Linked DNA regions of Zea mays: region 1 is linked to region 2. A link is a contact called in public Hi-C data. All regions are on one chromosome and are shown on one strand. Each heading gives the region's core, a stretch centred on a gene start, on an enhancer-like site or on the middle of the called end of the contact. The rest is flanking DNA. Distances are from core to core; before and after follow the strand shown.

What was found. Hi-C and Micro-C count contacts between places; a contact is called where the count stands out from the background.
Region 1: a Hi-C map of endosperm shows a contact between it and region 2, with 3 times the contacts expected there. The contact joins the promoter of LOC100382130 here to the promoter of LOC103635949 in region 2. A contact is called at or near these places in 9 of 25 Hi-C or Micro-C datasets (bundle sheath, ear, endosperm and 2 more).

The regions. Positions count from the first base shown.
Region 1 is chr8:136,147,120-136,151,704 of Zm-B73-REFERENCE-NAM-5.0, forward strand. LOC100382130 reads right to left here and starts at 2,346. Exons shown (of 6, transcript NM_001174891.1): 1 at 2,262-2,346; 2 at 466-1,604; 3 at 228-323; 4 at 1-139. The coding sequence starts at 582. LOC100276428 reads left to right here and starts at 2,520. Exons shown (of 7, transcript NM_001320254.1): 1 at 2,520-2,615; 2 at 3,989-4,100. The coding sequence starts at 3,994.
Region 2 is chr8:135,818,503-135,823,481 of Zm-B73-REFERENCE-NAM-5.0, forward strand. It overlaps LOC103635949 (thylakoid membrane protein TERC, chloroplastic), which reads left to right and starts at 1,285. Exons shown (of 14, transcript XM_008658317.2): 1 at 1,285-2,067; 2 at 2,394-2,506; 3 at 2,593-2,669; 4 at 3,074-3,161; 5 at 3,244-3,324; 6 at 3,408-3,464; 7 at 4,516-4,597; 8 at 4,821-4,870. The coding sequence starts at 1,833. It overlaps LOC103635950 (a long non-coding RNA gene), which reads right to left and starts at 1,486. Exons shown (of 3, transcript XR_557722.4): 1 at 1,253-1,486; 2 at 669-1,160; 3 at 1-584.

The DNA.
Region 1 (4,585 bases), core at 1,096-3,595, 330 kb after region 2:
GGTAGCATTTGTTCTTCCAGTCACCAGCCTGACAGTCTCTTGCCCAGTGACCATCAACTCCACAGTTAAAACAACGGCCTGTTCCTGGTGGAGGTCCTCTTCCGTTGTAATCACGTGAACCACCAGAACCACGAGGAACCTGCAAACACAAGTTATTTTGGAAAATCATAAGCTCAATATCCATATGCTCATTTAAGCAGCAGCACAATGGCAGGGCACCAACTTACCCCTTTAGCAAATTCAACAATAATGCGGCTTCCATCGACGTCCCTGCCATCTAGGTTGTACTGTGCATCATCAGCATCACGGGGGTCACTGAATTCCTGTTTTGCAATTAACCAAGGGTCACAATAAAGAATGCCACAATTAAAACAAATGTTTTTTTCAATTTCTATAATATGAGCAAGCCACCATTATATAGGTAACAGTTGCAGAATTGAACTGAGGGCAGTAAAGTACACATACAATGAATGCATAGTCACGCTTCAACTCCACTTCTCGAATTCTGCGGAAATGGTTGCCACAAACAATAAGCTGACGTGAGTCGAAGTACTCAAATACATTAACTTGCAACTTCATCATCTACAACAGTCAATAAGATTACACCAAGGGCGCCCTTCACCAAAGTCCTCCACAAACATTGGAACTATGGCCACCAATTCCATCAAGGGCACCCTTCCACCACACCTCCATGGTTGTGTAAAAAACCGAAAAACCTTCAACAAGATCATTCAAGTCAAATAGGCCCAGGTCAAACATTTATTTTGTGCTTAGTGATGTAACAGAACATACACCAATAAAATCAGAAGACTTGTATGACCCCATCCACAAAAACCTCAAAATGATGTCAAGCATCACAAAACCCAACACCTTCATAAACTACCTATTATGAACAGGCGAGTTGGTTAGGTGGTCTGAGTAGCACTTGTCAGGTTCTAGGTTTGACTCCCCGTGGGAGCGAATTTTCAGGCTGTGGTTAAAAGTTAAAACATCCCCTCGCCTGTCCCAAGCCAAAGCACAGGCCTGGCCCGGTCGTTCTCACTTGGGCTACGGTGCCATTGTGTATGGGTGGGGGTGGTGGGGCAGGAGTTTAGAGGTTTTCTCGACCTGCGTGGAAGGTCTTCTTGACCTGTGTGAGAAGGTCTTCTTAATATAATATTGTACAGACGGTCTTACCCCCACAGGTCGAGTTTTTTTTGAACACGATAGGAAAGCCCCTAGCTTGCTATTGTATTTTATATCTGGATTGATGTGTAGTTGTGTACCACAAAATTTAACCATGCAGAGTTAACATCACGTGCTCATGATATATACTACTCCCTCCGTTCATTTTTATTTGACGTCGGCATGTAAAAGTGGAATTGTATGGCGTCAAATATATAAAAACGGAGGTAGTAGAGCATAACTGGTGTCCGACCACATAACAAAAAGCAGCACGCCAGCACACTCTGAGTTTCAGAATAGTTCTATGTGCATATAATGTGATGCTTACCTCCCATATTTGCTGAAAAGGTATTCTAGGTCACGAGAACGGGTGCGGGGAGACAATCTTCCAACATACAAGCGTGTATTCCCATAGCGATCATCATTGCGAGGCATATCTCCTGAACACGTGAGAAGCATAAGCGTCAGTATTCTAATGAGAAGTAAAAAAAATCTAGCTCAAGTTCACACAACAAGAACATAAGAGCATAAACATATATCTGAGCCATCTAATACTTCGACAATCCAACTAGAAAATGGATCCCAGGTTCAATCTACACAACCATATATCAGTTCGAACATCACAGCAATGGCAGCGGCCATGGATTGTACGCACTTTTACTCATCAAGCTGCAAATACCCCTAATCGCCCAGGTGCTAAATAAATCTGAGATCCGCGCAAGAAATCGTCCCCCAGCAAAACCCTAAGCAACACGCCGGACAAGCAAATCACGATCTCCGCAGCAAAAAAGTTGGAACCTGTCGGCCGTAAATTACCAGACAGCCAGAACGGAGCGAGAATTTACAAAATCATCGAACACAGCGGGGCGCCAAAGAAGCAAATCGACCCGGTAAGCAGCAAAATCGCCGCAAGCAAAGACGACAATTTTTTTTAAAAAAACGGAACCGAGGGCTCGCTGCAGAGCATAGATCCAGCGGAACATGAAGGGCAAGCCACCGGGTCCTTACCAGCAGTAAAGAAACCAACCAACGGGAAGATGGCCAACGCAACCAGTACAGCGTGAGGAGAAAGAGAGCGGTGGAGGCGCACGGTGTACCTGGATCTGGATCGAGGGAGGCGCTTCCGGCGGCGGCGATGCGGCGGGGAGAGGGTTTGGACTTTGGAGGGTGTCCGACGATGCGGGGTGGGGAAAGGATATGGTTGGTTGGTCTGGCCTACTAGGGAGCCGCCAGCTGCTTACTAGGTCAGGCCTCCCCGTTCCAGCCCATGGGCCAAAAGGCGGTGCAGGCCCATCGGCGTTCCAGCTCGGCCCAGCCCCGCACAACGAGTGAATTCCACCTCCGCCGCCGGCGGCATCATCAGTTTCTCTCTAGTAGAATTGAGATCCCTCCTACCACATCCGTTCCCCTTCCCTTCCCTCCTCTCGCGCGCCGGCTCCACGCAGATCCAGGTACCTGTCCTATCACCGTTCTCTCTCTCGTCTCTTGCCGGCGAGCGGCCGCCGTATCGCTCGCTCTCCACGGAGGGACGCGATTGCCGCTACGTCCCGTGGGGCCGCGAATCGGGGCGTTCCTTCGTTCGTTCCTGGCTTTGCCGCGCTGCGTGGCGGGGATCGTCTGCCCGTCGGTGTTTGTTTTCTAGAAGCGATTCTATTGTTCAGATGAACCTCCGTGCACGCCCCGCATGCAGTTTGACGCGGGGACCTGTGAGCCTTTGGCCCGCCCGATCTACAGTCGCTAGGGCTTTCGAGGGTCGCTTAGGGTTTTTGTTGGGGGGGGGGGGGGGGGGTTATTCTGGGTTTTTGTTGGGGGATTAGTCTATCCTCGGTCGGGTGTGCGATTTTTAGTTTCTGCTACCTCGAATTGAACACTGGTACCCTATATTACTGTGTGATATTGAATTGAATAGTGTTTCAATACAGTCGGTCAGCAGCAATACTGCGCAATTCAAATTTACTTTCCGCTCCTGCTCAAATGGTCCAGCCTTGGAATGCAACAACAATGATTTAGACCTTATATTATTTTGGTAGTGAATGGCTAGTACAGTGGAGCCCGAATGTTTGGGGATTGATTCTAGCCTAAGGCTATATGCTACTGTTCACACCGAAATTTCTGTATGGTTGCTCTCATAAGTGCTGAGCATCAATCAACCATGGCCATGGGGGCCCTCCAAGTTGCAATTTCTGCTGCCCTCTTTGTTGATACTCTCTTGCTCACGGTTTTGTTGCAGGACTAGGCTGTTTCGGTTGGTTGGGTAAGGTCGGGGAATTCTAGTCTGAATTTTTAGTTTCTGTTACCTTGAATTGCATAGTGTTGTGGCTGCATTGCAGTTGGCAACTAGCGACAACTGCTTCCCGCAATGAAATAACGAGGCTTTAGACCTTTAGCGAAGGGAAAATACAGTTGATCTCAATCCCTTGGGGATCAATTCTATCGGATGGTACTGATCTAATAGTAGTTTCTGTATAGTGGTTCTCATGATTAATGACCAGCAACCAACGTTATTAGTTGGGTTGCTATCTGATATGATCATATGACTCTGTGGGGGCCTCCGCGTTGCAATTGTAATCACTAGCTTTGTCGATACTCTCTTGTGGTGTCAGGTTCGCTATGACATATGCACTGTCATGAGATTGTACAAGGTGACAGGGGAAATCCTCTGTTTTAGTGCATACCATTCATTTAGGGCTCTGATTGAATTGTTTGTAATCCTTTCACTTGTTATCACTAAACCGTATTGTTAGTGCAATTTGTAGGTGCTTTCTGCCACTTTATTCATTAAGTTCTTGATGAAACAACTAATAGTATTTTTTTTTGTTGACAGGAGATATGCCTCGCTATGATGACCGCTATGGAGGCACGCGCTTGTATGTTGGCAGATTGGCCACTCGTACTCGTTCCCGCGATTTAGAACATCTGTTTGGCAGATATGGAAGGTAAGACCAGCACTGTGCTCAGTCAGAGATTGCCAAGAGTATCCAGTAATTGAAAATCTTGCAATGCTTTACATTGTCTAAAAATATGATCAGACCAGTCAGGATACTTGATTTCTGAGAAACACTTGGGCTGTCATTATGTATGATCTTATAGAATGTACTAGTGAGGAGGTTCTCCTGCTCTTTTAATAGGTTGTTGCTATCAGGTGTCAAGTAAAGTAATGAGTTTCTTGTTAAATTCGCCATCAGATGGTAAACAATGATTGTTCTGAACTGGTGGAGGTGCAAACCATCTGATATATAGGAGAGCCTAGTAAGCTAAGGGGCCCTTGCTACCCTTCTTATAGCCATTTTAGCAGGTACTGGGTTCAGTGGTACTATTGAGTCTTATCAAGTTACTTGTGGTTGAGCCTCTCTCCAAAACATTGTCTTTGGTAGTTTCTGTTACTTAAATAATGTAGAAAGTTTCCCCCCTCAGAAATTGT
Region 2 (4,979 bases), core at 35-2,534:
GACAGTCCGGTGCTCCCAGACTGAATTGTCTTTGGCTGAACAAAGCCATCTCTTTTCCAAATTGATTTCTCCTGTTTCCAGTACTTAGACACAATACATTAGTCCTTAAAACAAAGTACTAAGTCTTAGAAACATACCTTTATGTTGATTTTCACTTTGTCCATCATTTGGCATAGATTAACACATGACCACTTGTGTTGGCACTCAATCACTAAAATACTTAGAAATGGCCCAAGGGCACATTTCTCTTTCAAATAGTACTTTCCATCTTCCACAAAAGCATCAACAACATTGTCAGGCAACTTTGCAAGTACAACCTCCCTCCAAGAGAACAAGAGCTAGAAGCTTTCCTCCCAAGACACATACTACTCTTTCAACGCTTTCTCTTTGCCCTTCCAAACTGTATTGTACCCAATAGTGACATTATGACTGCCCTGTTGTGTTTCTTGCAACTCTTTAGCACCCATTTGGTGTTTCTTCATGAGCAAAGATAGAGCGTGGAATGCAACCCAACCACTGGTAGACGTAGTAGTCTTCCTCCTTCCACTAAATGTGCAAGTGTGCACATCGTCTAGTACAACAACCTGTAGAGAGATGCGTCAACGTTTAGTATAACAAAAAGTGAATAATTCAACAACAAATGAACATAATGTAACATTGTAATATACCACAATAGTAGGCAATCATTTCTTTTCTTCGCGTGCATAGATCCTCCAAGGACAATCACCACCCTTACAATAGCCAACATATTTGGTTGTCAAAGTAACATCAATTCCAAGCTCCAACTCATACTTTATTGCATATTGACGCATATCAATCCTGAATTATTTCATGTTAGGAAACAAACAACCTAGCTACATAGAAGGATTCATCCTATCGTACACCACCCTCTTCTGATCTGGAAGAAAGTCTTCACATGGCTGATCAACATGGTGGTCATCCTTGTCAATATCCCTAATTTCTTGCACATTACAAGTTGAACCATATCTATAAAATTCATCTCTTCTACTGTTCTCAGCCTCGACCTCTTTATTGAGTCCAATATTACAATATATCTCATTTTCACATGGTACTTCTACTCTTCCTTCTTTCTCTAGAACATCAGAAACTACCATAGAATCCCAATCAAATTGTGTTGTTGCCTCCGTCCTCTGAATACCCTATATTATAACAGTGAGGTAGCTATCAAGCATCACAAAAAAATTGCAGCAAAAAGGGATTCAAACAGTTATAATTAAGATATGGATATAACCTCATCTCAATGGAACAGGTTTGGTCCAATGGCACTGGTGTTGTAGTGCAACTCGGTGATGCAAGTGGGGGAAATCTACGAGCTGAGAGGGGCTACCACGTCCGACGAGCTGCCAACCGGATCCCCATCCAAATCCATGCCATGCCAGCGAACTCACCTGCCTGCAAGTAACTACACCACATGAGATCTCACACCATACAGTCTAGGAGAGAAGGAACATACGGGAGAGATGGATGGGGAAGAAGAGATGCCCGAGGGGAACTCACGGCCGCCCACGGCCACCAGCCGATGTAGGCTCGATCTCAACGATGGGAGACGACGTCTGGGCTCCACGGTGGTAATGGTGATGGAGTGCTGCTAACCGGATGGGTGGACAACAAATGATTTTGTCGTGTCTATTTCAGCGTGTTGAAGCCGTCTAAACTTCCATTTTATCGAGTGTGTCGTGTTTCATAATGCCAATAATCTCTCCGCAGCCGACTCGCCCCGGTGGGGCTGACTGAGCTCCGGTCCGCCTCGACCCGCGGCCGTACGCCCCGGAGCTCCACCCGTCGCGCCGCGTCGGAGCTCGTCGCCGGCGATGGCTTCCGCGGTGGGCGCTTCGACCGCCACGCGGTTCCTCCCGCGGCTCCCGGACCCGTGGCGGCCGCGTCGTGCGCGCGCGGCGCTCCCGCCGCTCACGTGGCGGCCTCCCGCGGTCACGGTGGCCGCGGCGTCGCCCCGACCTGGGGAAGCGGAAGGTAGGCGGCGGGAGAGGACGCGGAGGCGGCGCGCCAGGGGGCCGGGGCAAGAGGAAGGCGTCTCGCTAAGCTCTGGTGAGAAGATTGCTCAGCTCCACCGCCGTCTTCTCCTCGCCACCTAATTCCTTCCCTCGGCTCCTGTCAGCCGGCCGGCCGGCCAGACAGCTAAGGGCGCATATTTTGGTTGCAACATCAGAAATATGCAATAACTCGTGGCAAATTTTGTAATCAAGTTCTTCAGACGGGGAATTCCCATGTTTGTTTGATGATTTGCTTTCTAGCCATGGCGTCCAAGTGATTTTACAGCGACCAGAGTCCAGAACGAGCTATCCGCTGACTCTCTGGCGGTTTCATGAGATTACTTATTTCTCTCAGCTGGCTTACATTGGATATGTATGCAGAAAAGGAGACGCTAAATTCTACTCCACGTGCTCAAACCAACAAGGATGCAGAGCCCGAACCGGTGTCCAGCACGACTGGGAAAGGTTCTGCCATTAGAAGGGTGACACTGGTGGTCAGTTTCTTCTTTATATCTACCGTTTTGTTGATTCAGCTTAGAGTTAGTTCTACGCGTGGACATAATATATTGATCTGGTTCAGGTTCTCGCTGCAGTGCTTTTTGGAGTTAGCATTGCCTTGAGGGACGGGGCTGAGAAGGCATCGGAGTATTTTGCTGGGTGTGTTCTATGCATATCCCTTTGTATTTAGCATTGACGCTGTTTTACGAAATAAGTTTGACTCCCTTTTGCATTAGGACTTCCAGGATCACATATCAAGAACATCACATTTGAGAAGCACACAGCACTGAGCACTGCGTGTTACCTTTAACTTGTGTTTGTTTTCTGAATGGATCCTCTGTTGTTTCGTGCAAGTTAGTTTATTTACATCGCATATTCATCTAGTCATACATCTTGCTATCTATCTATTCCATCTTCCTATAATCACTTCCATTTAAATGCTATTAGTTTGTATACTTAAAGATGGGTTTGATTTTATGTTTTTTATATAACATGATTAATCATAACAGCACTTTCCTTGAACTCTATACATAACAATGTAATCCTGTCCTGTTATGTAACAGGTATTTATTGGAACAGAGTTTGTCGGTGGACAATCTCTTTGTTTTTGTTCTGGTCTTCAAGTATTTCAAAGTGCCAAAAGAATACCAGGTATGTCTTGATGGCTATTGTGACAGTTGAAATTGAAGTCAACTTTGTGCCTTTTCTCATAATTTCTGATGTCTGTAACAAGAATCGAATACTTTCTTATGGTATTGCTGGAGCTGTGGTCTTTCGGGCTGTGATGATCATCTTAGGAACAGCTAGCATCCAGGTTGATTGTTCTCATGCTACTGTTGGTTATGCTTTTCATTTATCATGTTATATTGACTGTTACATTTCTCTAATTTTCTGTAGAAATTTGAGGCGGTGAACTTGCTGTTGGCTGTGATCCTGTTATTCACTTCTTACAAGGTAATTCTGTTTATTTTCAGTAAAAAAAAGATGAGGCACACTTTACTTTAAGCCCCTTTTAGTAAACTTGTTATTTTACCATGTTTAAGATTAGCATAATAGTGGCTACATGCATTGTTAACTTCATGAGAGTGGTAAACTCGTCACTTCTAATTCCAACTTAAAAATGATATACTTGTTCATTTCATGTAATTACTCTTTTGGCAAAGGCAAAGTCATGCTTTTTTACAGCTTCAACGAATGCTTGTTTCTAAACTATTCAGTGTATTCCTTCTATAAAACTCGGTCAGTGGGGAAAGACTGCCCCCACGGTAATTAAGAAGAAGCTCAAACTAAGCCTGACTGAGAAAAGTCACGAAAATTGGTCCCCCGTGCAGCATGAGAGTCCGCCCCTATAGGTCTGATCTTTACCTATGCTTTGAGCCTCATAGCCCTTACACGAGGATGAAAGACTGCCCCCACGGTATTGTATTAAGAAGAAGCTTAAACTGAGCCCGACCAAGAAAGGTCGCGAAAGCTAGCCCCCGTGCATGAGGGTCTGCCCCCTATAGGCCAGATCTTTACTCGTGCTTTGAGCCTCCTAGCCCCTACTTGAGGATCCGTCCCCTATAGGCCAGTTCGTCTCGTGCGTACACAACCAGGGGAACCAACGAGTGACCTTTTTTAACTCCAACCTGAAATTTGCTCCCACTGGGAGTCGAACCTAAGATCTAAAGAGTTCTACTTTAGCCATCTAACCAACTCAGCTAGAGGCCCGTTTGCAGTGTATTCCTGCTATCACTCAGTTATCAATAGACCATAATGGCATTCTTGTTTTCCAGATCTATTCTTATTCCACCTTGTTGTTACATTTCAATCTTATGCCTATGTAAGTAATTTAACCCTTAGAACAAAAAAAATGAAAACAACCATCTCACCTATTCCCAATTTATTTCCACTTGTGTGATGTTGAAAAGTCTCTTCAAGGTAGTCATGCATAGCTTCTTTAAGTGGCTTCAAGATATTCAATAAGGGCCACAACACTAATACTTTAGTCTTAATATAATGGCAGCTATTTGCTGAAGAAGAACAAGAATCTGATCTATCCGATAACTTCATTGTGAAAACATGCCAAAAGTTCATTCCAGTCACTGGTAACCAACTTTGTTCAATGACTTTCAGTTTTCCTAATCTATTTGCTATTTAGATTACTATTAACATGCTCCATTGTCCACTTCTGATTACACAACTAAATGACCAACTCTTGACCTAAATCCTTGAATCACATATCTTAGAAGCTATTATTTTAGGGTTTAGTATTCACTAATTTACTTGATCCATGTCTAGTTGAGCTCATTCCCATGTTTCTCCTCTCAGAATATTATGACGACGATCGGTTTTTCACAAATCAAGACGGTTTATGGAAAGTAAGTGTTGTCCATTTTATGCTAGGTCTTTACTAAAGCTACCATGGAATGAGCTTTGCCCTGGAATATGAAATTTTTTATTCGTTCCCGATCATTTGAATGTGTTACT